Linked DNA regions of Mus musculus: regions 2, 3, 4, 5 and 6 are each linked to region 1. Evidence: chromatin contacts called from public ChIA-PET, Hi-C and promoter capture Hi-C data. All regions are on one chromosome and are shown on one strand. Each heading gives the region's core, a stretch centred on a gene start, on an enhancer-like site or on the middle of the called end of the contact. The rest is flanking DNA. Distances are from core to core; before and after follow the strand shown.

Region 1 (3,911 bases), core at 426-2,925:
CGGTCTCCTCCAGAGGCTGGGCGCAGTTTTGCAGGGCCAGGGATGACGTCTCGCTAGGGTCACAAGTCCCAAAGGACGCCAGATGAGTGGGACGGAGTCTGCGGAGTCTTTAAATAGAGAAGGGGGCTGGGGAGGGAGAGGCGGACCGCGCTCTAGCGCACCATGTATTCCTTGCGCTTGTTGAGACGAACTTGGCAGAAGGAGAAGCCTCCGAGGAGGAGGTAGAGGCCCGCGGCGATGAAACAGTTGTAGCTGACTTGCTCGTACAGGTTGTATATGTTCTGAGGACCGTTCCTGAAGGTGGCGAGCGAGCAGGGAAATGTCAGCCATTCAGAGCATCCAATATGCAAGTTCTATGCATCAGACACCATGCTAAAGCACTTTAACTCCTATTAGTCTTCCCAAGAAGCATACCAAATGAATTCTATCATGGTAACCATTTTACAGAGGTAGACCAAGGAGCAGGAAGGCAAAATATTGGAAGAGGCCACATCTAAGCTGGTGGGCTTGGGTAGCCATGGAAACGTGGCTTGCAAGACTGCTCCTAAGTACATGCCTTTCTGTGTCTCTGTCTCTCGCGCTGGGGATTGAAACTAGGACCCTGCGTGCTGCCACCCAACTACTTTGTAGAGAGCAGCCCTCTTCTTGAAGTCCCCAACCTAGGGCCACAAATGTCCAGTCTTCAGAAGTGTCCTCCCCATAAACCCAAACCATGCTACTCCTCATCCACGCCCAACTCGCCCAAGTACCCGACCACTTACTCAAAATCTTTCTCTGTGAAGGGAACGTCCTCAATTAACACAGCAGAATGGACATTGAAAAATATCCCGAGCATTATCTGGAAGAGTAAGGAATAGATAGGTTGTCAAATTCTTACCTTACTTCTTTGGTCGCTCCCTAGGCTCCTCCCCTGTCTAATGTTGGCCCAACACTTGCGCCAGAGATGAACTAGAAAGGGCTAGTTGTATCTGGTGGTTGTATCTGGATTCGGACTCAGCCATGTGGAACAGGGCGTGAGGTAGGACCTTGGGAAGAGTGACTGGGTATAGGGAGGTATATGGCAAACAGCTCTCCGAGGCGCGTCATTATCATGGGAGCAGATGGAGATGAAACACTTCATATTTCTGGAAGTGGCGGCCTTGAGGGCCCTGGGGAAGCAAGGCCTCAGCTACCGTTTTCGGGGGCAAGCACACTTCACCCTCGCCTCCATTCAACTCACGCAAGTCTCAGGGACCTCGCTCTTGTTTACCTTGGGGAGTCCGCAAATTTGCCCGAGCTGGCTCCCATTCCCAGGGTCCTGCCCCAGCACCCTTTCGCTCCAGTTCCCCAGTTGTCTGGATCTGAGTTCCGTCTCGTTTTCCAGCGGCTATTTAGTCAGCCCCTTAATCAGTCTGCTGCTTCCTAAGGCTTGCGGTTCCTCGTGTCCCAGCCCTTCAACCCCAGAACCCCTCAGACCCGTTCGCGGGTTAGTCCCCTCACCAACATGATCACTCCCCAGGCGCTGAGGACGATGCCACAGGCGGCCAGCTTAGGCCCACAGCACAGGAGCGACGCCATGGAGGGCGGAGGTAGGGAGGGATCGCTGGAGACTGAGCGGAGCACAGAAGCCGGGAGAGGGAACCCTGGAAATGCTAGGACAGGAGCTGGATTTGGGGACTTGCGCGGCGCAGAGCGACGGGGGGGGGGGGGGGGGGGCGTGGCCTCGGGCGCCGACCACTCTGAGGGGTGACTTTCAGAAGATAACGCTGTGACGCGTGGTGGGCCAAGCTTGGGGAGAGGAGACACGGTGTCGGAAACAGAAGCAGAAACTCTACAAGTCTTGCTTGAACCGAGTGGCAGAAGTGTTGAGTGGTGCAGACGCTAGGGCCTGAGTGTTATCACTTGTCGCCTACCCCGGCTTGGAATGGAAGGAGCAGGCTTCTCACGTGACCTACTTTGTTGGATCACATGACCAGGAACCAGCTGTAACCTGGTGTCAGGAAGGAGTCCACAATTGAGTTGAATTGTGTTAGGATTGTTATGTCAGGACAAGAAGCTTGGGGCCGTCTGGATCCTTACATACCTTCTTAGTCTTGGGTGGTCTTCTGTGATGGGAAAACCGGTAAGCGAGTCCTGGAGATTCGATGTGCCGGCCTATCGCTTCTATCCAGGTCTCCCTTTTGAAAGATGCTTTGACACTTTGAAAAGAAAATAGAAGAGTCCCCTCCTGAGGCTAAGCATCCTGCTTTGAGGGACGCTTTTAAATAGTTGACTTCTTGATCCTGCAAATGCTTCACTTGAAATGCAGTATCGTTGTAAATGCTACATTCAGGAAAAATAAGGGACTAGGAAAGGCAGACTCATTGGACGCACGAAGGAAAGCGGCCTTGCTAAGTGTACTGGAGAAAGGAGAAAATAAACAGAAATATTCCTGCTGCTTCTTTGAGTAAGACAAGACACAAGCTGTGACTTGGCCACTGTTCCAGTGTTGTCAGGAAACGCCATGATCACGGCAACTCTTAACAAAACAAAGGATTTAGCTGGGGGCGTGCTTAAAGTTTCAGAAATTTACTCCATTATTCATGGTGGGGGGAGCGTGGCAGCATACACAGTATGGTCTGGGGCAGTAGCTGAGAACTAGATCCTGATTTGGGGGTGGGGGGTGGGAGCAGGACTGACTGTCATAGGTGTTTGAAACCTCAAAAAAGTGACACACTTCCTCCAACAAGGCCACACTTCCTAGCCCTTGCAATCCTTTCAAAGGGTTCCACTGCTGTTGAGCAAGCATTCACCTACATGATCCTATGGGACCATTCTCATTCAAAGCCCCATAAATGTAAAAATAAGACTAGGCCTTCCTCTCCACCGGAGAAATTTGGTAACTCCACTAGTAAGAAACATTTGTAGTAAGTATTGGCGGTAATTGGAGATGTTTAGAGAGCTCTCCCTCCCCTCCAGGGCTGGGGTTCCAGCTTAGGGCCAGTGATGAAAAAGAATTTTGCACTGAGATTGGTGTGCCCATCCTAATGACGGCAGCCACAGAACAATTGAGAGAATGCATTTTAATCTCAAGCCCCCAGCACCAAACAGGAACACGCTCATGGACTTGAATCTTGTGCCATTTTTTTTTCTGTGTATTTTGTAGATATTGTTCTTAACATGGTTGGGGAAGAGAACTTGTGAGGCACATGGTTGTCACTGGGTGTACGTGAGCTGGAAACACGGGCTGGGAACAAGGGCTTCCTGCCTCTCTTGTTGGTGACTGTTATGGAAGGAAACAACTTGGTGAACTGGTCTTTATTTGGGGCCAGTAACACCTTTATTTAGAACTATTCAGGGTATGTGTTCAAAATGGAAACGTGGAGGGGAAGAGAGTCTGAAATTTACACGTTGGCCGTCAAGCATGAAGTCTGGTTCCTGGCAAAGGAGAACTAGCTGAAGTAGTTGATTTTATCCAGAAATACAATTTTCCTCTCCTCCACCATGGCTCTTGGATATTTTGAAAATGAGGTTTGGAGCCTGAGGTCTGTATGAGGTTAGACCAAATCTAACCTGAAATCATGCAAAGCACTTTTTGTTTGTTTTTGTTTTGTTTTTCGAGTCAGGGTTTCTCTGTGTAGCCCTGGCTGTCCTGGAACTCATTTTGTAGACCAGGCTGGCCTTGAACTGAGAAATCTGCCTGTCTCTGCCTCCAGAGTGCTGGAACTAAAGGCGTGTGTCCCCACGCCTGGTTTTGCACTTTTGTTTTGTTGAGACAGGGCTTCATCCCTGACTGTCGTGGAGCTCACTCTGTAGGCCAGGCTGGCCTTGAACTCAGAGATCTGCTGCATCTGCCTCCAGAGATTAAAGGTGCTGAGATTAAAGGAGTGCACCACCACACCTGGCTTTGTTTTTATTTTTAAATGCCTAAACAAGCCAAAAAAAGACCCTGT
Region 2 (3,911 bases), core at 794-3,293, 920 kb before region 1:
CATAGCTGAGCTGACTTACGATAGGCAGTATCACGGGAGGTATGGAGCATGGTCTGGAGCTGACCCCGAACACTTTCCATCTCAAAGATGTGCTTAGACCCATCCTAGGGGGGAGAAAAAAGAAAGCCCACAGAAGTGACATTTTAACCAGTGTCACCAGCATTCTACGCACTACCAGGATAGAATTTTCAAATGGGCCTTAGAACACTAAGGAAGGCACTCAAACCCGGCTTCACCTTGAACCCCAAACCCCAAATGTTTACAGAGGCCAGAAGGGGAGTAAGTGAATGAAGTAGCAGGTTTAAAACAAGGCTGGAGGGGGACTGCTGTCAACTGAGGAGCAGATGGCCTGTCTAAGCCTGGTGCAGCTGTGCCTACCGGATCCCACACTCTGGACTCTCGCCAGTCCGCACAGCAGGTATCCTTTCCTTTGGTACAACTATCTTCCTACACATGCATGTGCAGTGACTTGCATACCACAAAATCACAAGAATTTCGAGCTGACAGGATCTTCACGTGTGCTGCAGCTGTCCTTAAGTCTCCAGTTCTCACTTGGGTTCAAGAAACCTACTCCCCACTTCTAGGACACCAAGCTACTCTACAGGGGCAGGTGTCTGTCCAAACAAAAACATGCAAAAACAAAGCAAAACCCTAGGAACCGTCATAACTTCCCAAATTATAGGTTTATGCCATTCCCTCAAAAGTATCTTCTGTGAGAAAAAAGCATGAAAGCCCTGTGTGCTTGGAGGAGATCGTTTAAATCTAATTAATAGACGCAAGCCACAGCAAAGCTAACCTGAAAGCCCAGGAACCTAATGCTTTCTAACACCCGAGAGATCTCCAAGACGCACCTCTCTCACCTTTTTCTTCAAGTTGTTTTCCAATCCAACGGACAAGCTGCGACTCAGTTCTTGAGCCAAGCTGTCTAAGCCCTCGTTAGGAGGTGAGGAGGTGGGAGCTAGATACAGCTGGGCCCGGGCCGTGGCCTCAGCTTGGCGGCTGAGATGCAAAGAAGTATACAGTTGGGAGGTCACCTCGGAGGACACCTGGTTCAACCCAGGAGGCTCTGACGAATCGCTCAGGAGGTCCTCAGGTCGGAGAGGAGAACTGGGACTGGGGGCTGCTGTCGCCATGTACAGTGAAGAGACAACTGGACTCAGCAGGGGACTGGGAACTCCTGCCTCAGTTCTGAGAGGGGTCCAAACTTGTGGATAAGTTCACAAAGAAGAAAGATTTGGAAGGGAGGAAGACACTTTGGGTCCTCAACAAATGAGCTTTCTGGTTAGAGGAGTGTCCACTGACTCCAGAGACCATGGAGAGGGCAAACACATTCTTTCTCCCAACTCCTGGGAACGGTTAAAAGCGGATGTGCAAGGCAGAAAGTCAGGGGAATGGTCAGAAGACCTGCATGCAGGGAGACAGAACCGCTGCAGTTCCTTCCTCCTAACTAGGGTCCTGGAAATTGCAAATCAGTTTCGGCACGGGTTAACCATGGTTAGCTTTTTTTTTTCCCCACACTCAAAATGTGCAAACTGAAACAGACCTCAAACCAAAGCTGGCCCAATGTATGTCCCCCAATTGGTTTTAGTGAAGAAAGAGGCAAGACTTCAATGCCACAACACCCCCGTTTCGCCCTTTCTTCACCTGTCCCACCCAGAGTCGACTTCCTCGGATTTCCCCTCTAATCCTTCCTGATAAAAAAAAAGCCACAGCAGAGGTCCATAGAATTCCTCCCTATCCCACCCTAAGAAATCTCAATAAAAGGGGCGCGCGCGCGCACAGACATACACCCGGCAACCAGCCGCCTGGTATTCTCTACCGCAACCACCTGGCTCCGACTACTCTGAGCATGTCGGCCCTGGTTTCCCAAGATGAGGAGGACTGTCCCCCAAGCCCCATAACCTCCACAGAGAAAGACCAAAGGCCAACCTCCCTAGCGCGACACTAGCTTGCAAAACCGTTGGCAGCCTCCCGCCCACCGCTTGCAATCCCGCCTCCAACCGAATTACGTCACCCGCCCGCGAGACCAAGCTCCCCGCACATCACTGGGCTTCAGAGGCCCGGGAACGTGGGCACGCATGCGCGCGGCATCGGCGACCACGGATTGGCTTCAGGAGGGAGGCGGAGTCTAGTAAGACTATCGGGGCGGAGTTAAGGGTTCTTGAGGTTGCCGCTTACGACCCAGCTGGGCTTTATAAACCGGAAGTAGCTTGTCACCCTCTTTCAGAGCAATTCCGGTGAGTCCGGGGGTGGGGTTCCCACCTGGCTGAAGAATCAGGTTCTAGAGAGTTGGGTACCAGCCACTGAGCGAGGCTCTTTATCTTGCAGATGACTGTCCACAATCTGTACCTTTTTGACCGGAATGGAGTGTGTCTACACTACAGCGAGTGGCACCGCAAGAAGCAAGCAGGGATCCCTAAGGAAGAGGTGATCGGAGGGTCCCAGCGAATCCCCAAATGCACATAGTCCCAGTCCAGTCCTCTTCCTCCAAATCCCAAGTCCTTCCTATTCCCATCCTGTCCCCCCTCCATAACCGAGATCTAATTCTACCACCTCTCCCTCCAGGAGTACAAGCTGATGTATGGAATGCTCTTCTCCATTCGTTCGTTTGTCAGCAAGATGTCCCCGCTAGACATGTACGGTGGTTTTAGAGGGGTGTTGAAGGGAGGGCTAGCTAGCCAGCCTTGGGAACAGGAGATATTGTTTTGGAATGGAAGTGGCGTGTGGCCCCAAAGAGGGGAGGGTGTGTTTTAGAGAGGCTGAATCTGGATCGAGAATCTTGAAGCTGGCAGGAGCGGATACAGGAATGGTCTGAAAGTGGGGAGAGAGTGAAGGCAGTTGCAATTACATCGGGGGTGGGGATGACCGGAGGTGTTTTTACTCAATGAACCTGCTACAAACTATCTATATGAATAGGAAGGAGTTGACCTTGAGGGCATCACAAATATTTCTTTGGGAGTGATTTCACTCCTGTCTGAATACTCATTTCTGCAGGAAGGATGGCTTTCTGTCTTTCCAAACTAGCCGTTACAAACTCCATTACTACGAGACTCCCACTGGAATCAAGGTTGTCATGAATACTGACTTGGGCGTGGGCCCTATCCGAGATGTTCTACACCATATCTACAGTGCGGTCAGTGTCAGTAGAGGAACCCTTTTCCTCCTAGAGCCCTAGGAGTCCCTCGGGTTTTCTGCCCTTATCCTTCTGTATCACATCCCTGTTGAACTCAGTTTTCTCCAGAGCCTTTAGCTCCTTAAACAGTAATAGCTTCTCTAAGGGAGAGCTTGTGCAGGTTTTTGGGTTTTTTTTTTATAAATGATGTATTTCTTATTTTAATTATATGTATTGTGTAGAGGGTATGTGTGCACATGAGCACAAGTGTCTGTGGAGGACAGATCCTCTGGAGAATTACAGGCAGTTGTGAGCTGACCAACATGGGTGCTAGGCTCTGACTAACCTCTGCAAAAGCAGTAGTATGCTTTCTTAATTCCTGAGCTCTCTCCACCCCAACCCCACCCGTGTATTCTTATATTCTCGAGATTACACCATGTTTGAGATTGAAAATGAAAAGTGTCTCACATCAGGCTCACACACCCTCCTTTTCGCAGCTGTATGTGGAGTTTGTTGTGAAGAATCCTCTGTGCCCGCTGGGACAAACTGTGCAAAGTGAGCTCTTTCGATCCCGGCTAGACTCCTATGTCCGATCTTTGCCCTTCTTCTCTGCCAGAGCTGGCTGAAACATCTACCTCACCCCTCAGAAGAACCTGTGACTGCCTGGGCCCATCTCACTTGTTACATTGAGAGCCCTTCCATCTACCTGTCTCCGAGAGCTTTCCCCCGAAGGCCTACCACCCACTGCCTTCAAGTCATAAGAATGAAGCTCACAGGAGTCTACGCCAGTTTTATCCCT
Region 3 (3,911 bases), core at 461-2,960, 760 kb after region 1:
TCAATGAAGGCTGTTTCCTGTGTATGTCTGTTGGTACCTCTAAAAGCACCTGATTAGAACAACTCAGGAAACTTGCACACCCTTCTTTGCCATGGCTTATCCTCTTTAACAGGTCCATGAGTCTTACATTTTCTTCCAGCTCCCGGCCTGCTTCTGACCACTCACCTTTCCAGACTTAGCCAAGGCTCTCAGACCAAGAATCTGATTATCCTGCATTTTCCTACTGAACCCTCCACACAACCTCAGACATAGATCAATGCCTCTTGTGCATCTTTCCCACTCCTATTCCAGGGCAACTGACTATTGCTAAAATAGAATATGCCAGCCATACAAACAGAGGGACAAAATTCACCTGGGCATCAGCTTTACAGTCCATCTTGTTCCTGTTTTTGCAGCCTGTCTTCCGTCTCCATCTCCCCAAAAGCCTACTTGAGGCTCTGGAACTTTTGTTTTCCTCAGAACTCTTGGATCTTCTCAAATGTGACTTCAAAAGAGACAGCCTTTCTCCTGTGCCAGGTGGGCTCTCCATAACTCCTGATGCCCGGCACTGCGCCCCCATCTCTGAAATTTCCTAAACTTTGATCCATTAGTTCTATCTATCTTCAGTGTCCTCTCTGCTCAGTTCGCCAAAATCTGTGACTATTTACAAGTGCCTCAGCTTCCCTTGGTTGGCCAAAGCAGAAACCTGTTTCCACTGCCTTCATTCTTTCACCTCCTAATTACTCCTCAGTCCAACGCCAGATCTGTTCTTAAAGTTATTTTGAAAAAATTCTTAGTGGGAGTTGCAATCAATACTACATATCCAACGTGCACTCCCACGCCCCACCATGTCTACATATTGTTATGGAACTTCCCTCCTTAGCACTCTATTCCACTGACTGCCAGTACTCCAGTCTCTTTCTCGCTTATGACATTCCTTCGGGAACTCCTCTATCGTCAATACTGTAGCAAAGCCACTAGAAGTCAGTCCCTGCCTTCGAACACTGCCAAGTTCTTCTCGTACACAAGAAATTGGTTCTCGCCAACTGAATTCTTTCTGGCGCCAGTCTCTCCGTCCTCGCTTAGAATGCCGGTCCCCAGGGACCCGCTCCGCAGCTGCCTCCTCAAAAGCCTTGGTGAGGCCCATCCTGCAAAGCTCTCTGAGAGCCTCCGATATGCTCCCCACGCCTCGTCACGGAAGGCGAATATCCTCAAACTCACAGAGCGCGGTCAGCGCCGGCAGGGTAACTCTGTCCGCCTCTTTCCAGAGGTCCCTGTCCACACCGGGCACTGAAACCCTTTCAAGTTTGTGGAAGAAACCAACGCAAAGAAAGTGAGAAGCCCCTAAGAAACCCCGCCCTCGTGCACAGAGCCAGGGATCTAGAGCAAGGAAGATCCACCAAAGCCGCCACTCACCGATGAGGACCGCGTTGTCCAGGTTTCGGAGCTGAGCCAATAGCTGCCCCCGCGCCCGGAAGATGGGCAGACTCCGGCGCTGCAGCTCCAGGGCCTCGCGGTAGGGACTGGCCGAAGGCTGGGCCAGCGGCGGCGTCTGCCTCCGGCCTCCTCCAGCTCCGCCGCCGCCGCCAGCCGTCAACAGCATCACTACTCGTCTCCCGGGAGGGCAGGAGCCCGGCCGGAATCTCTTAGCGGGCGGGAGGCTCGCCTCCTCCGGCATGTCGGGAGGACCGCGGCCGGAGGCAGGGACGCAGACAGTTCCGCTCGGCTGGGGACAGCAAGCGCGCACCGCCCCTTTCTCGCCACGTGCAGGCGTGCTGGGCGACCACCGATGACCTCACAGCCGCCTCCTGCCTTGAGGAAAGGAACTGCAATTCCCAGCATGCGCTGTGCATTTACATCCTGTGAGAGCAAGGTCGGAGGTGCGACCGAAAAAACGGCCCGAGTAACAACAGGGGACGATAGCTGTGTGGTTCCCTAGGGTCTTGTTGCGTAATGACGTTGTCCTAAACTCTCATTTCTATCCAATAAAAATGACTGTCCCATCTCGGGCTCCAACAATAGTCACGTTTTAAGGCAATTACTTATTTCTGTAAATCTAACGAGGAACACAAACATTTACTCTTCTAAACAATGTACGTTTTAAGGTACCCACTGGTAGCTCCGATTTATAAATGTAGAAAGTGAAATTTTCTGAGACTAAAGTCATTTCGGATGCTGCAAAGAATTTTGAAAATGCTACTAGTGAGTATCTTCAGTTACGGAAAGGTGAATTCTATGATTCTGATATCATGTAATTTCCCCACAAAGTGATAGGCTCAAAAAATACAAGCAGAAATAAAAAAGAAAATGAGTGGAACTAAAATTGCCTTAACTCACCTCCCAGTCATTCCTACTAGATTTTCAATCTTTACACAGCTTTTCAGCCCTATTGTATACACCTTAATCAGTGCGAGTATTCACTACTCCTGCAGAAAACTTGTACATAACCAGTTCTTCCTTCCTGTTCAATTACAAGCTCTTAGATGCTTTGCTAATTCAACACAGAAAGACAGGCACAGAGTGAATGGGTGGTTACCTTTGCTTTTTCATCTTTGGAGGGTGTGGGCGTTTTGTTTGGGAGTATGTTCCTGCACTACTTGCTTGCAATGCTCACATGGAGGTCAGAAGAGGGTGTTGGATTCCCTGGAATTGGAGTTACAGCCAGTTGAGCCTCCATGTGTTTGGAACCCGTAGGGTTCTCAGTGCCCTCGCTGTCCCCGATTGTGTTTCTTTTTTTTTTTTTTTTAAAGATTTATTTATTTATTTATTATATGTAAGTACACTGTAGCTGTCCTCAGACACTCCAGAAGAGGGAGTCAGATCTTATTGGTTGGATGGTTGTGAGCCACCATGTGGTTGCTGGGATTTGAACTTCCAACCTTTGGAAGAGCAGTCGGGTGCTCTTACCCACTGAGCCATCTCACCAGCCCCCGGATTGTGTTTCTTATACAGAATGTGGCGTTCTATAATTCTCAACTCATGTGAAGGCTATCCATCAAATTTGGTATGCAGACCTGTTTTTTTTTTGTTTGTTTTGTAAAAAAAAAAAAAAAAAAAAACCCAGATGTGAATCTGTCTGTTGTGGAATCCGGTATGGCCTGTGGCTTTGGTCCTGTTGAGATGCTTTAAAGCCTTTTAAAGAATATCTGGGTCCCCCGTGAAACTTTACTACACGCAGGTTTACCAGGAAATTTGGGTAGGAATGGGATTAATGACTCTCATCTTTTACTAAGTCAGCCCATTCAAGATGAATCATGTCAGCTAAACTTACACTGTTAGATGAGAACACGGAACATCTCTGTATAGTTATCTAAATAACATTTACAATATGACCTTAATAAATGTATCTAAGAAGCAAAAAAACAAGCAAACAAACACCCCCAAATCCCAGTTATAGTTTTTATTTAGCTTCTGACAGTACACTAGGGGTTACTAAAAAATGTGTGTGTTTAGGATGTACACGAAGAATGTACTGACTTGGGAATGGAGACAGGGCTTGGGGTTAAGAATGCTCACTGTTGAGAGAACTCAAATTTGTTCCCTCACACCCATGCCAGGCAGCTCACCATCTCCTGAAACCCCTGCCCTAGAAGATCCCGTACCTCTAACCTCAAGGTAACCCAAACTTATGTGCACATACCTATATAAAGACACATATAAGTACATGTAATTTTAAATAGTAAAAACAAATCTTACAAAGAATAAGTTGACATGTTTTCCACGCGCCTCCCCCCACCCCCATGTTGATTTAGGAAGGCAAGCAAACCCTTAAAAGAAAAATAACTTATGTCAAGTTATGGGCCTTGAGTAAACAAAATAATAGGTAGCTGCACATTCGAAGCAACCCAACGTGGGAGTATTATAAATTACAGGAGTCCAAATAGGCCATCTGAGTGAGTGAAATCACCTCTTGGTAAGTAAAACACCTCTTT
Region 4 (3,911 bases), core at 420-2,919, 730 kb after region 1:
CGGCCAGGGAACAAAGGCATGTTTTCTGTAGTTCCACACCACAGCTCTGGGTAATACCACAGGTCTTAAACATTCTAAACTTTCCCTGACATAACCCAGTAGGCGCTACTTGAGATTTTTCTTCTGTGTTCCTGGCCTCAAGCAGACTCTTGATACCCAGTAAATACATAAACTCGGAAGTATCAACAGATTACCATCTTATAACTGTACTGTAGAGAAAGGAAGAGCTTCAGGCCAAGTGTAAAGGTTCACGCCTTTATTCCCAGCACCAGATAAGGTGCAGGTGGCTCTGTTTGAGCTCCAGGTCACCCAAGGTCACAGGTAAGGCCCTAGATTACCTTCAAGCGCCTTGCAGCAAGCAGTACTGCTTCATCTACGTGGACTTAATATAAAAGAGTGATAGTTTAAGGGAGTTTCAATAATTTGTCATAGCATCATATAGCCTCAAAAATACTCTCACCCTGGTACTTCCTATTTCTTTTCTCATGACCATTTTAGATTTCTAATTTCTTTTTATTATTCGTAAATAATGATGAGACCATCAATATATTATTTACCTTAGTATGGAGAATTATACTAAGCCAAAAATCCTTTTAAATAAGGATTTCTTTTGAATATAATAATATTTCTAATTGCTTTTAAATCTGTAGGCCCATGTCTTTAAATGCCTGTTGTAGAACTGGGCAGTGGCAGCACATGGCTTAATCCTAGCTCTGATCAGGATCCTCCAGATCTCTGTTAATGAGGTCAGCCTGCTCTACAGAGTGCGTTCCAGAACAACCAGGGCTGTTAACCCTGTCTCAACAAACCCCTCCACCCCCACCGAAGCAAATCACAGATATTACGGAGCTTGTGCATGCTCTAGGTTTATGTCAGGTGCTGGACACACACACAGGCCTAGCCTCTGTTTTGGTGTTTATAAATGACTTAGACCCGTAATCTCAACACTCAGAGACTGGGGCAGGAGTTCCTGGCTAGCCTGGGCTACATAGTGATTCCAGACCAGATTGAGCTACAAAGCGGGGTCATTCCACTCGAAGTGGGGCGTTCCCAAAAGACGCCAGCCCAGGTCCGCCAACGAACCAAAAGGCTGATTGCTTTCACGATGGACCGGCGCACCTGATACTGGGAGAGAGGAGGCTCCACGCCACCACCGCTGGGGCCTCGAAGGCGAACCACCAAGAAGGCGCTGCCTTCTGCGTCCCACAGAAACAGTTCCCCTCCGAGGCCGAAGACCAGGTTTCTCGTCGGCAAATGCGGCGGCAGAGACGGGCACGAGGGTGAAGTCGAAGCCGCTGGCTTCTCCGCTTCGGCTGGACTCTGGTTTCTTACGCCCTCGCGGAGCCGCAAGAACACGACGTGGTTAGGAAGCCAGCTCTGCCACAGCTCCCCATCGCCCAAGGGCCCCACGGCAGCCGCCATCTTGAACTAACAGCTCAGGATTGAGGGGCGGGAGGAAACGAAGCCCGCTGCTGTGCGTAGCCAATCCGCGGCCAGCACTTCACAGCTTCAGCCTATCAAAGTGTAGGAATCTCGAGAAGTTGGCCCAATAAGAAAGAATCGCTAGAGGATAGACAGGGCCGCGGGTTGAAGCCAAGGTGGGCGGGGCGGGGCGGGGCGGAGTGGAGTGTAAGGATCGCTTTGGGGCTGCTGCTGGGCCAGTGAGGGGGTAGCGTTAAGGATGAGAGATGTGTGTCTGATTGTCTACTGGACAACTTCCTCTGGGTAAACCCAGAACTTTCTCTCAAGATTCACCTCCCTCAGCCCGGGTGGTGTTTACTTCTCAACTGTCACTGCTTCATCTATCCTCGGATTCCCCTAAATCTGTCACTGTGAGGGGATAGAAACTAGATACAATTCCAAGAAAGCCCGGCGGCCTGAAGTACAGACAGACTGCGCCGAGACTACAACTTCCAGAATCCTTTGCGCGCGGCTAAGGGGCGGTGATTTGGGCGCTGTTTCCCGCTAAGGGAGGAGATGGCAGAGTCCTCGGGGTCTCCGCACCGCTTGTTGTACAAGCAGGTGGGCTCGCCCCACTGGAAAGAAACTTTCAGGCAGGTGAGTGTGAAGTTTGGGTTGTCATCACTTCCCTAATCTTCCCAAGGACCTCTGTCCTCGGTGTGCTCGCTTCAGCACTGGTTGTGGAGCAGGTGCCCGGTGTGCCTGGCCAGCGAGGTGGATCTCTTGCTATAGGATTGGGTCCCGGCCGCCGCCCGGGCTGTTGGCCGGCGTAGGTGTTATGCTATCCTAGGATTCGACTTTGTTTCATATTTTAAGAGTCATGACAGCAGTAGCAACACCACCACCTAACGTTCGGTTACAGAGGGAAGCACTCCGTATGTATACGTCACGTGAGATAGAAGTTATTTCTCTCCTGAAGAACATCAGACACGGTTAGGAGAGTTGAACTTAAGCTCCGCCTTCTTCCGAACTCAAGTAGTTCCTTCTAAGAAGCAGCTTATCTCCCTGTTCAGCAGTCTCAAAAGGGTGGGTGTATTCCAGAAGAACCACCCAGAAAAACAATCTTCATGCTGAACATGTTGTGTGGAGTAGTGTTTCTCAACAGTGAGTGCTGACGTTTCGAAGGAGAACGTTCTATTATGGGAGGTGGTTCTGTACAATGTAGAACACTTAGATGCAGCAGCCTTGGTCTCTCCACCTACTAAATGGCACCAGTCAGTAGCAGTTCTTCAAGCAGAGCTGTGACAACCACTTGGGAACAAAAACTGTCCCGAGTTGGGGGTGGAGAGATGGCTCAAGAGTCCTTATGTTTCAGTAGCAGACCCGATGGCTGTAACTCCAGTTCCAAGTGGTCTATTGCCATCTTCTGGCCCTGGTGTGCATCAGCACTGGTGTGGTGCACATAAACTCATACAGGCACACACATAGACACAGGAAAAAAAATTAAAAACCCATACCAGGGTTGTAAAGTACTATTTTACAAGAAGACCATTACTATAGCCATTTGTACAATTCCAGGAATTTAGAAGCCATATAAATGTCTGAAGTTAGTCTGTGGATACAGTTCCTGTGTATCCAACTGTCTTCTTATAAGATAAAATATGAAATATAGGAATGTGTGTAATGTAACCCATCTGTGTGTGGAGGACTTGAGGCTATGAAATTTTGCATCTTGAATTTTCTTATATTTTTACTGACTAATTGGAGGGTTTTCTTTTTAGTGGAATTGATGTTTTTCTTCTTAACCAATACTGCCCTCCCTTACCTCCCCAGGGATGTCTGGAGAGAATGAGAAACAGCAGGCACAGGCTCCTGAACAAATATCGCCAGGCTGCAGGTAGCACGCCGGGGACAGCCTCAGACAGACTTCTTGTGCAAGAAGTAATGGAGGAAGAGTGGGCTTCTTTGCAGTCTGTGGAGAATTGTCCGGAGGCCTTGCTTCAGGTCAGTCAAGGATCTCTGTAGCTAGGAGACCACTGACTCCATGAGGAGCGTCTGGTGACCTCTTTGCATCTGTTTGTTTTGGTCCTTTCAGTCTGCTCACTTCCCCAAGCATGATTCTCACCGTCATTTGGCTCAGGGTTTTTACCTTCATTAGAAATATATCCATGGTTCTGCCATACTACATGCATAGTAGGCATGAAGCAACCTTGCAATATAGTAACTTAGGAAACTAAAGGGAAAGAAAATTTCATTATTGCTTTTTCCATCGGAAATTTTGACTTGCTAAGAATGGGCTAGGGACCTCTCTTTAAAAAGGACGTCTACATTCTGACTCTAGTTGATCAGAATGTGGAGCTGTGTGTCGGTAGAAAACCCTTTACAGTGTATCAGGAAAGGTTATGGGTTGGCATCAGGATTTAGGAATTCTAAGTTTAGTTTTACTGACTCACAAATATTACTGTTCCTGTGAGCCTTAGTTTTTACATTGACATAAAATAGAGAAGCTC
Region 5 (3,911 bases), core at 1,001-3,500, 570 kb after region 1:
TATACATTATGACCATTAAATATGTTGCTAAAGAAGACATACTTATGTACAATATCGTTACATATTTACAAATTTGTTTTGGATGATGTTTCCTTTGTGATCTTCTGTAGGTTTGTTTGTTTATGTTGAGAATTAAACCTAGGCCCTTGCACATACATGGCAAAGTCCTTTACCACTAAGCTACAAGTCCAGCCCGTGCCTCTTTAAAATCACATGCAATATTTTACTAAAGGAAATGGGTTAATCAAAGTTCTTGTAAATGAATGTACTGACATTGATTTATATACAGAATTATACATTTTTGGTGGAGGCGGGGATGGGGTGGTTGAGGCAGGGTCTCTCTACATACCCTTGGATGTACTGGAAGCCACTATGTAGATGAGGCTGTCCTTGAACTCACAGAGATTGACTTGACTCTGCCTCTCCAGTGCGTGATTAAAGGTGTGGCTATAAAATGATGTTTCAGTAGAAAACCCTGTGAGGAAGTTTATATTCTGCTTATATTTTATTATATTTTATATTATATTGTATTTATATTGAATTATGGGAACATGCTGTAATCATATCCTTATTCTGTATTCTGGCTTGCTAGCGCACTCTATAATGACATGGTGGTTAGTATTCCACTAAAAACAGTATCAGGGTGGGCAGTGGTGGCACACGCCTTTAATCTCAGCACTTGGGAGGCAGAGGTAAGTGGATCTCTGTGAGTTCAAGGCCAGCCTGGTCTACACATCAAATTCCAGAACAGTCAGGGCTACTACATAGAGAAACCCTGGCTGGGGAAAAAAAAGATGTCAGGTCAGAATGCGAATCCTGTAGAACTAACAAGGCGAGGGTACTTATGCATAATGAATGCCTGTCTCCACTGATATTTAACTCTGTTATGGCTAGCTCTGATGCCTGCATGTGTTAACACAGTGTTTGGGCCAATAACTGGACTGGCAGTTGCCCACACTGTCCTGCTGCTTGCTGCATGTGTGTCTCAGCATGACAGCTTAGCAAGCCGGGACGGCCGCACATTAATCCTGAGTCTGATTTATTATATCATAGGACTCAGTTCTATCCATACATGCTCAGTCCCCACAGCTTATTGCTTATCTAGCAGATTTGTTTACCTACAGTTAGGAAATACATCTATTTGCTAGGAAAAAAGGAAACAGGAACAGGGGAGAAAGGGAGGAAAAGGGGAGGAAGAGATAGATGTAGGGAGAAGGGAGGAGAAGGAAGGGAGAAGGGAGAAGGGGGAGGGGGAGAGGGGAGAAGGCGGGAGGAACTCCATCCTGACACACTTCTGGAGATGCTGATCCTCCCACATGGTCTATGGCATAATACAGGGATTGAAAAAATGATTTCTGAAGAGCTAGTGACATGGCTCAGTGGTTAAGAACAATGACTGCTCTTTCAGAGGAGTCCCAAGTTCCGTTCCCAGCACGGTGTTGTGGCTCACAACCATCTGTAAGTTCAGTTTCAAGGATCTGATGGCCTCATCTCTCCTCCAAGGACGCCAGGCATGTATATGATACGCAGACACACATGCAGGAAAAATTCCCAAACAGAGAAAGGAAAATATTTTCTATAAGAAAAAAAAAAAAAAAGAATTGAGAACATTGATTTCCAGAGGTCAAAAGCAGAAGGCTCCATCGAGGTCTCACGCCAGCTGAACACCTCTGAGTCCCGAGGCTTCTGAAGGTTGGCAAGTGCCTTATAAATCCCAGACACCAGAGGCTGAGTGCCAAAGGCACCGAGAGGCGTGCTGTTCTGATTCTTTCATCCAAGAGCACTGAGAGGTAGCCAGCGTTTACAATACACAGTACAGTGCGGGTCCTCTACCAATCAAATACCAGATATTACAGACACTATGCAGATAGCGATAATTCCTCACACTTCACACAACTCACTCCCAACTGTGACTTCATCCTTCCAGGTAAACTTGCCTTGCCTGGCACACACACTGGAGGAGTAAGGAGATGGCCAGCGTCACTCAGCAGCCACGCCAAGTGAACTCTTCCAGGCCACTCTTTCTCCAGTTGTACCCGGCTGTGTACTACAGCCTCGAGCGACAGTCCCCTCAGCCTGTGCCTGTGGGGTTGCCTATTTGGCCACACGTCTAACAGCAACATGGACAGATGACTATGGTGGGAAAAGCAAGTTGAAGCACTTACCTAGACTGCCGGGGTGTTCACTGGAAGCAGCTGGGGAGACAGCTGTGGACTGAGGGTGTTACTCAAGCACAACTGGGGAGAGGCTTGATCGCCCACATACCCTCACTCACCCTTGGAGGCTGCAGGCACTAGCCTGACCACACTTCCTCTTTCTGGTCCCCATTCTAGTGAAGCTAACTACTCCAGTTTTGTTTTTTGTTTTTTGTTTTTCTGTTTTTAAAAGCTACCTTCCCACTGCCCTTCGTGGCTCCAGCAGAGGCCCATGAAGGCTGGTCGTGGTGTGGAAGGGGGTCCTGAGAGGAATCAGGCTCCAGAGTGAGTGAGTGAGTGAGTGAGGGGGTTGCCCCAGGGGAAGTCTCCCTTAAACTTTCCTGGGCATGGTCATGTGGGACTCAAGAAGAGAGAGGGGGGCCCTAGGTCTACCCAGAGATGCATGGTGGGAAATGGAAGACAGATGCATCATCCCGCAAGTGTGGCTCTTGAACCCCTGGACCTGTTGGCCCAACTTCTGTTTAGAGGAGTCAAGGAGACTCTAAGAGAGTGTCTAAGAGAGCATGGTGGTGATACCTAGAGGGTAGCCTAGGCTGTTCTTGAACTTGTGATATTCCTACTTCTGCCTCCCAAGTACCAGATTACAAGTGCATGCTGTGACACCCGGCCAGTGGACAGTGTTAATTGAATTGAATCATTTCCTACCACACTGTGAGACAGAGTTCCCAGTGATGCTCATAGCCTCTAAAAATGGAAGTTTGGGGTGAGGAAACAAAGAAACTGCCTTGTAGAAGTAGCTGCTTGTGGTGAGTCGTCACTTCATGGCAGCATGGATGTGTGTGAGATGCCTCTCCAAGGGAGGGGTGCGCTGGCACTCAGGAACAATGATGACAACTAAAGTGACTGGGGAAGATTCCCCCACCTGCCCAGAAGATACCCACAGGTAGCATTCACTGGTGTTTACGGTGTAAATATTCCTACCATGGTCAATTTCAAAATATCAACATGGCATCCAGGAACTTGGAATTGGGAGGAAAGTGCACAAGGCTGCTCTCTCTCCCAAGCCTTCTGGGCCAACTGCATTGTATTGTTAGGAGCCACTGTTGAGTACTGCTGGGGGCTAGGACTCTACCAGGGTTTCACTTTCCTGGTCTCAATAGACCTTCACTTAATTCGATTATTTCCTTTGTTTCTTAGAATACTGAAGCGTGTGGAGGTTCTGCCATGGAACCAGTTTTTCATGGTGACCTTCAACTCAGATCTGTCCACACCAAAGGCAAAGCTGGTGCTCTTCCCTACTCACTTAGCTGAAACTTAATTGCTCAAAAATTGTCCTAAGCTAGGCATGGTGGTGCATACCTGTGATCCCAGCACTGGGGAGGCAGAAGCAGGAGGATTGCTGCTAGTTCAGTGTCAGTACGGCTATGTTGTGAAAGCCTGTCTCAAAACAAACAGAAGCCCTACCTTTCAAATAGCAAATTTAAAATTACCTTCTGAGAAGTTAGCCAGAGCCGGGCAGTGGTGGCACATGCCTTTAATCCCAGCACTTGGGAGGCAGAGGCAGGAGGATTTCTGAGTTTGAGGCCAGCCTGGTCTATAGAGTGTGTTCCAGGACAGCCAGGGCTACAGAGAAACCCTGTCTCGAAAAAACAAAACAAAACAAAACAAAACAAAACAAAACCCAGGATAGCCAAGGCTACACAGAGAAACCCTGTCTTGGAAAAGAAGAAGGAGAAGAAGGAGAAATGGAGAAGG
Region 6 (3,911 bases), core at 756-3,255, 550 kb after region 1:
TGTAGAAAATGTAAAACAAACAAACAAACAAACAAAAACAGAAAAACAGAAGCAGAATTTAAAAGCCCGGAACATTCTCAGTCTATCCATATTGTAAAGAAAGAAAAAGCAAGTTCAGAAAACATCGAAGAGCCAGCCAGGGGACTGCTGATAGGAGGTTCACTCGGCTACTTGCTTAGGACACGGGGATACAACACAGAAGAAATCTTGAAGATCTTGGGACCCTTCCCAGACCAGAGTGGTTAAGCCCTGGGGGGTTAAATGGTTTCTGAGCTCTGTTTCCTGTATTATGATTCAGGGCTCTGTAGCCACCCAAGCAGAGGTTTAAGCTGTGGTCCAAGGCACAGCTCTGGCCACCAAATGGTACACCACGGATGCCTGCAAAGTGTCATTCCCCATGAATGGGAAGTGTAGTGTCTGTGGGCAAGAGTCCTTCCACCTCAGTTTCCAATGATGCCCCAGAGATATCCTCAAGGCCAGGCAGAGGAGCTGCATCAGGGAATGGATATCAGAGTGTCCTGTCTAAGGTACAGCCCAACACAGCCATGTAGAGAGAGAGGCCTTCCCAAGACTCCAGAATTGTACAGACACCAGTAGCTGCCTGAAAGACCAGTATATCCTACAAAGCCAAAGAGCTATAGAAGAATAGGAAGAACTCTTAACCATGGAGCCATCTCCCCAGTCCCTTAATTTTGTTTGTTTCATAAAGAAGACCAGACTGCAACTATTACCAAGGGCGCACCATGGAGGTACTGGAGAGATGACTCAGCAGTTATGAGCACTGACTTCCAGAGGTTCCGAGTTCAATCCCCACCAGCCACATGGAGGTCCACAGCTGTCTGTAGCTCCAGTCCCAGGGGACCTAACGCTGTCTTCTGAAGACACTGCACACATATGGTATGCATGCAGGCAAAACATCCATACATACAAAATAGATATAATTTTTAAAAAGGAGAAAACTATGGTTCTGTGATTTGAGGCATGAGTTTTCAAAACTGTTGAGGCAGCCATCCATGATCTGTTTCAAAATGATATGTCAGCACTATTGTGGTTACCATAGTTATCCAGGGAGTGAGCTCAGGATGGGCCCTACCTTCTTATTTCTGGACTCTTTTAAATCAGTGACTATGTAGCTGGTCACTTGGCTTGGGCTCTGCTGTGTGACTAGAATATACACTAAGGTCCTATGACGTCTTGATATGGTTAATGTTGTCACACAGATTGGCAGTAGAAAGCACAGTCTTAGTACATGAGCCTAGCTCAACTCACAACAAATTTATAAATGTCCAAAAACTTTTATTCTACTTTTTTGCTGGCAAATAAACTGGTTGTTATATTTCCCTGTGTGTTTGGCATTCAAAAATATATTTATTAAGTGCCTTCTGTGTGCGGGGGCTTATTATGGACACTGGGAAAATAGAAGCTCTCCCTTAAGGAGCCTCATATTCACATGGCTGCAACCCGGACTCATTTGAGAGAACAGCTTGAGAAAGGGTCTATCTCAGCTTGTGGTTCCAGTGAGTTCAGTTCATGGCTACCTGGCTTGTGTTTCTGGGCCCGTTGTGAGGCAGAACACGGAGGCCGTCTGAGTGCATAGGAGAAGTTTCTTCAGCACAGGGTAGCTAGGAAGCAGAAGGAAAGAGAGAAACAGACAAGAGAACCCCCAGGGCAGGACACAGCCCTTGACACACCCTGGCTACCGACTTCCTCCTGTTAGACCTCACCTTTTAATGTTTCTAGGCCCTCCCAAAATAGAACCACTAGCTGGACAACACATATCAACACATGGGCCTCCCAGTATAGGGAGAACAGAAAGTTTAGGGCCTGGAATTCATTCATTCATTCATCCATTCATTCATTCGATCATTGAGCATACTTACTGACCATCCTCAGCATGCTAGGAACAGGGAAAACAAGGAAGAAGAGAAGGCCTGTCTCTGCACTGGTGTTGCCTTTGTTCAACTGGAAATGAAAGTCACATGAGCAGATCGTTCCGGATATAAGAGTTATGAAGGGGAAGCACCTACAAAGGCCACCACCACATCGGGCCGGTGAGGAAAGCACAGTGCCTAAGATGCAAAGGAGGGGAGGAATATTGCGTATAGCAGGGACAAGAGAGACCACAGCAAAGGTACTTACAAGTAGAGGAAAAACACTGGGGAACATGGAGGTTGCCAGGAGGAGGTAGTGTGTGAAAAGTTAGCCAGTAATAAAATCCTGACAAATCTTGTAAGCCATATTTAAGAGTTTGGCCTCTGTCTGAGGCTAATAGGTAAAGATGAGCTTTTAGCAATGGGAAGAAGTATTCGGTTGCTCACTTTCAAAAATCACCAGCTGCCAATCAGTGTTTTGGAGTCTGAAATACCAGAGGCAGGACACTGGTTAGAGGTTCTTAAAGTTCTCTTTGGGAAGTGCTGGCCATGGGCTGACTGACCTCAGAGTGATGGAGACAGAGCTGATCTGACTGAGGCACAGTCAACAGGAGGTGGGGACACTGGCAATAAAGGATGCAAGAAAGGACCTAACTTCTGCCCTTAGCAAGGGAGGAAGTAATCTAGCACGAGAAGTCAGGGGTGGGGATGTGTCATCAGTTATCCATGGAATATGTTGAATTTGAGGATCCCGTGGGATAATCAGATGGAGGTGTCCTGCGGGCTCTGCAACCTGGAACTGGAAAAGAGGGGTTGAACTGGAGCCTGTGGTTGGGAAGTTGCTAGGGTAAAGGGGATGCTGAGCCCTGTGGTATTGGCAACATCACTCAGCAATGCTGAGAGGGAAAGAGGAAACAACAGCACCCCAGGAAAGATAGGATGGAAAAGTAAGGAATGACCACTAAAGATGTGATAGTGAAAGCTACAGAAGGGGCATTAAGCTCTGAACTCTCGTCTTGAGTACCCTGCTGGAGGGTGCTGGCTGGACACTTCCTGGGGCAATCTACTCTTCCTGGCACAGCCAACATACCCACTGCCAAAGAAAAGCTAGCTGGGGGCAGAAGTCAGAAGGCCACTTGAGTCCTCTGTTGATCATTAGAAATGGTGTCTGAAAACACAGGAAATAAACTTGTGTCAGAACTTGACTCTTTGATGGGTTTGGTCCACATTCTATAAATATCCTGGGGGTTGAGGTGTGAGTGGGTGGGGCAGCGTCACTTTCTCACCTTACAGACTCAAAGTGTCTGCGCATCACAAGAGCCCTCAGCTATAAAGACAAGTCATGGCTTCTAGGAGGTTCAGGGGTGGGTGGGGCCTGAGAGAAGGGAGACAGGCATCCTTAAGGTGTGGCCTACATAGGGATTGAGAGCTGGGAGGCTCCACACAATCAAACACCAAGACTATGATCCCTAGCAGTCTCTCAGCTTAGGGGTCTCAACCCCCTTAGGGGTCAAATATCAGATACCCTGAATATCAGATATTTACATTACAATTCGTAACAGTAGCAAAATTACAAGTATGAAGTAGCAACAAAATAATTTTATGGTTGAGGATCACCACAAATAAGGAATTGTATTGAAGGATCCCTGCATTAGGAAGGTTGAGAGTCACTGCCTTACAGCTACATTCACCCAGGGAACGAAAGAAAATGTTGAGAAATGAGTCAGTTCTCACAGGCCCAGTGGTCTGCACTAAGGAAACTTCCTCCACAAAGGTGCCAAGGCCACATCCTCAGAATCTTGGGGTAGAGCTTCTGCAGTGTCAGAAACATCAGGAGCATCTGGAGCAACAGGAGCATCTGGAGCAACAGAAACATCTGGAGCAACAGAAACATCTGGAGCAGCAGAAATATTTGGAGCAACAGAAACATCTGGAGCAGCAGAAACATCTGGAGCAACAGAAACATCTGGAGCCTCGGGAACATCAAGCTGTCCTGTCTTCTGCTGTAGCTTTCACATGGCTGAGGTGGCTTCCTCTGGG

Evidence for each region. Promoter capture Hi-C pulls out the DNA fragments that hold promoters and counts their contacts. Hi-C and Micro-C count contacts between places; a contact is called where the count stands out from the background. ChIA-PET counts read pairs in DNA pulled down with a chosen protein or histone mark.
Region 2: a Hi-C map of B cells shows a contact between it and region 1, with 10 read pairs. The contact joins the promoter of Cntrob here to the promoter of Rnasek in region 1. A contact is called at or near these places in 2 of 39 promoter capture datasets (both in liver), 1 of 484 Hi-C or Micro-C datasets (B cells) and 2 of 115 datasets of contacts at active chromatin or transcription factors (memory CD8 T cells and pancreatic cancer cells).
Region 3: a promoter capture Hi-C map of erythroid cells shows a contact between it and region 1, with 5 times the contacts expected there. The contact joins the promoter of Dhx33 here to the promoter of Rnasek in region 1. A contact is called at or near these places in 3 of 39 promoter capture datasets (cranial neural crest, erythroid cells and pre-B cells), 1 of 484 Hi-C or Micro-C datasets (uterus) and 1 of 115 datasets of contacts at active chromatin or transcription factors (memory CD8 T cells).
Region 4: a contact with region 1 is called in a promoter capture Hi-C map of stem cell-derived epiblast-like cells, with 3 times the contacts expected there. The contact joins the promoter of Rpain here to the promoter of Rnasek in region 1. A contact is called at or near these places in 4 of 39 promoter capture datasets (liver, neutrophils, pre-B cells and 1 more), 3 of 484 Hi-C or Micro-C datasets (CD4 T cells, embryonic stem cells and pre-B cells) and 2 of 9 other capture datasets (liver and pancreatic islet).
Region 5: a contact with region 1 is called in a promoter capture Hi-C map of pre-B cells, with 3 times the contacts expected there. The contact joins the promoter of Scimp here to the promoter of Rnasek in region 1. A contact is called at or near these places in 5 of 39 promoter capture datasets (hematopoietic stem and progenitor cells, hippocampal neurons, liver and 2 more), 2 of 115 datasets of contacts at active chromatin or transcription factors (bone marrow-derived macrophages and embryonic forebrain) and 1 of 9 other capture datasets (adipose tissue).
Region 6: an RNA polymerase II ChIA-PET map of memory CD8 T cells shows a contact between it and region 1, with 29 read pairs. The contact joins the enhancer-like site here to the promoter of Rnasek in region 1. A contact is called at or near these places in 1 of 39 promoter capture datasets (hippocampal neurons), 6 of 115 datasets of contacts at active chromatin or transcription factors (T-cell acute lymphoblastic leukemia, bone marrow-derived macrophages, embryonic forebrain and 2 more) and 1 of 9 other capture datasets (liver).

Annotation. Positions count from the first base shown.
Region 1 is chr11:70,238,177-70,242,087 of GRCm38.p6, forward strand. It overlaps Rnasek (ribonuclease, RNase K), which reads right to left and starts at 1,676. Exons shown (of 3, transcript NM_173742.3): 1 at 1,480-1,676; 2 at 762-838; 3 at 1-294. The coding sequence starts at 1,557. The coding sequence ends at 153. Gm40191 (a long non-coding RNA gene) reads left to right here and starts at 835. Exons shown (of 3, transcript XR_879979.3): 1 at 835-1,018. It overlaps Alox12 (arachidonate 12-lipoxygenase), which reads right to left. Exons shown (of 14, transcript NM_007440.5): 14 at 3,281-3,911.
Region 2 is chr11:69,321,830-69,325,740 of GRCm38.p6, forward strand. Cntrob (centrobin, centrosomal BRCA2 interacting protein) reads right to left here and starts at 2,044. Exons shown (of 19, transcript NM_172560.3): 1 at 861-2,044; 2 at 20-104. The coding sequence starts at 1,133. Trappc1 (trafficking protein particle complex 1) reads left to right here and starts at 2,157. Exons shown (of 5, transcript NM_001024206.2): 1 at 2,157-2,237; 2 at 2,329-2,427; 3 at 2,566-2,636; 4 at 2,995-3,133; 5 at 3,610-3,911. The coding sequence starts at 2,329. The coding sequence ends at 3,738.
Region 3 is chr11:71,002,722-71,006,632 of GRCm38.p6, forward strand. Dhx33 (DEAH (Asp-Glu-Ala-His) box polypeptide 33) reads right to left here and starts at 1,711. Exons shown (of 12, transcript NM_178367.4): 1 at 1,396-1,711. The coding sequence starts at 1,657.
Region 4 is chr11:70,968,530-70,972,440 of GRCm38.p6, forward strand. Rpain (RPA interacting protein) reads left to right here and starts at 1,670. Exons shown (of 7, transcript NM_027186.3): 1 at 1,670-2,058; 2 at 3,235-3,405. The coding sequence starts at 1,978. It overlaps Nup88 (nucleoporin 88), which reads right to left and starts at 1,444. Exons shown (of 17, transcript NM_172394.3): 1 at 1,120-1,444. The coding sequence starts at 1,422.
Region 5 is chr11:70,810,311-70,814,221 of GRCm38.p6, forward strand. Scimp (SLP adaptor and CSK interacting membrane protein) reads right to left here and starts at 2,251. Exons shown (of 5, transcript NM_001045526.2): 1 at 2,166-2,251.
Region 6 is chr11:70,787,481-70,791,391 of GRCm38.p6, forward strand. Scimp (SLP adaptor and CSK interacting membrane protein) reads right to left here. Exons shown (of 5, transcript NM_001045526.2): 5 at 3,452-3,911. Among named protein-coding and RNA genes, the nearest start is that of Scimp, 23 kb to the right of the region's middle. Within about 2 kb of position 2,006, at least 82 of the 459 cell types and tissues checked have an H3K27ac peak or open chromatin away from gene starts, as enhancers often do. A contact at or near this core is called in bone marrow-derived macrophages, memory CD8 T cells and pro-B cells, where this site is marked.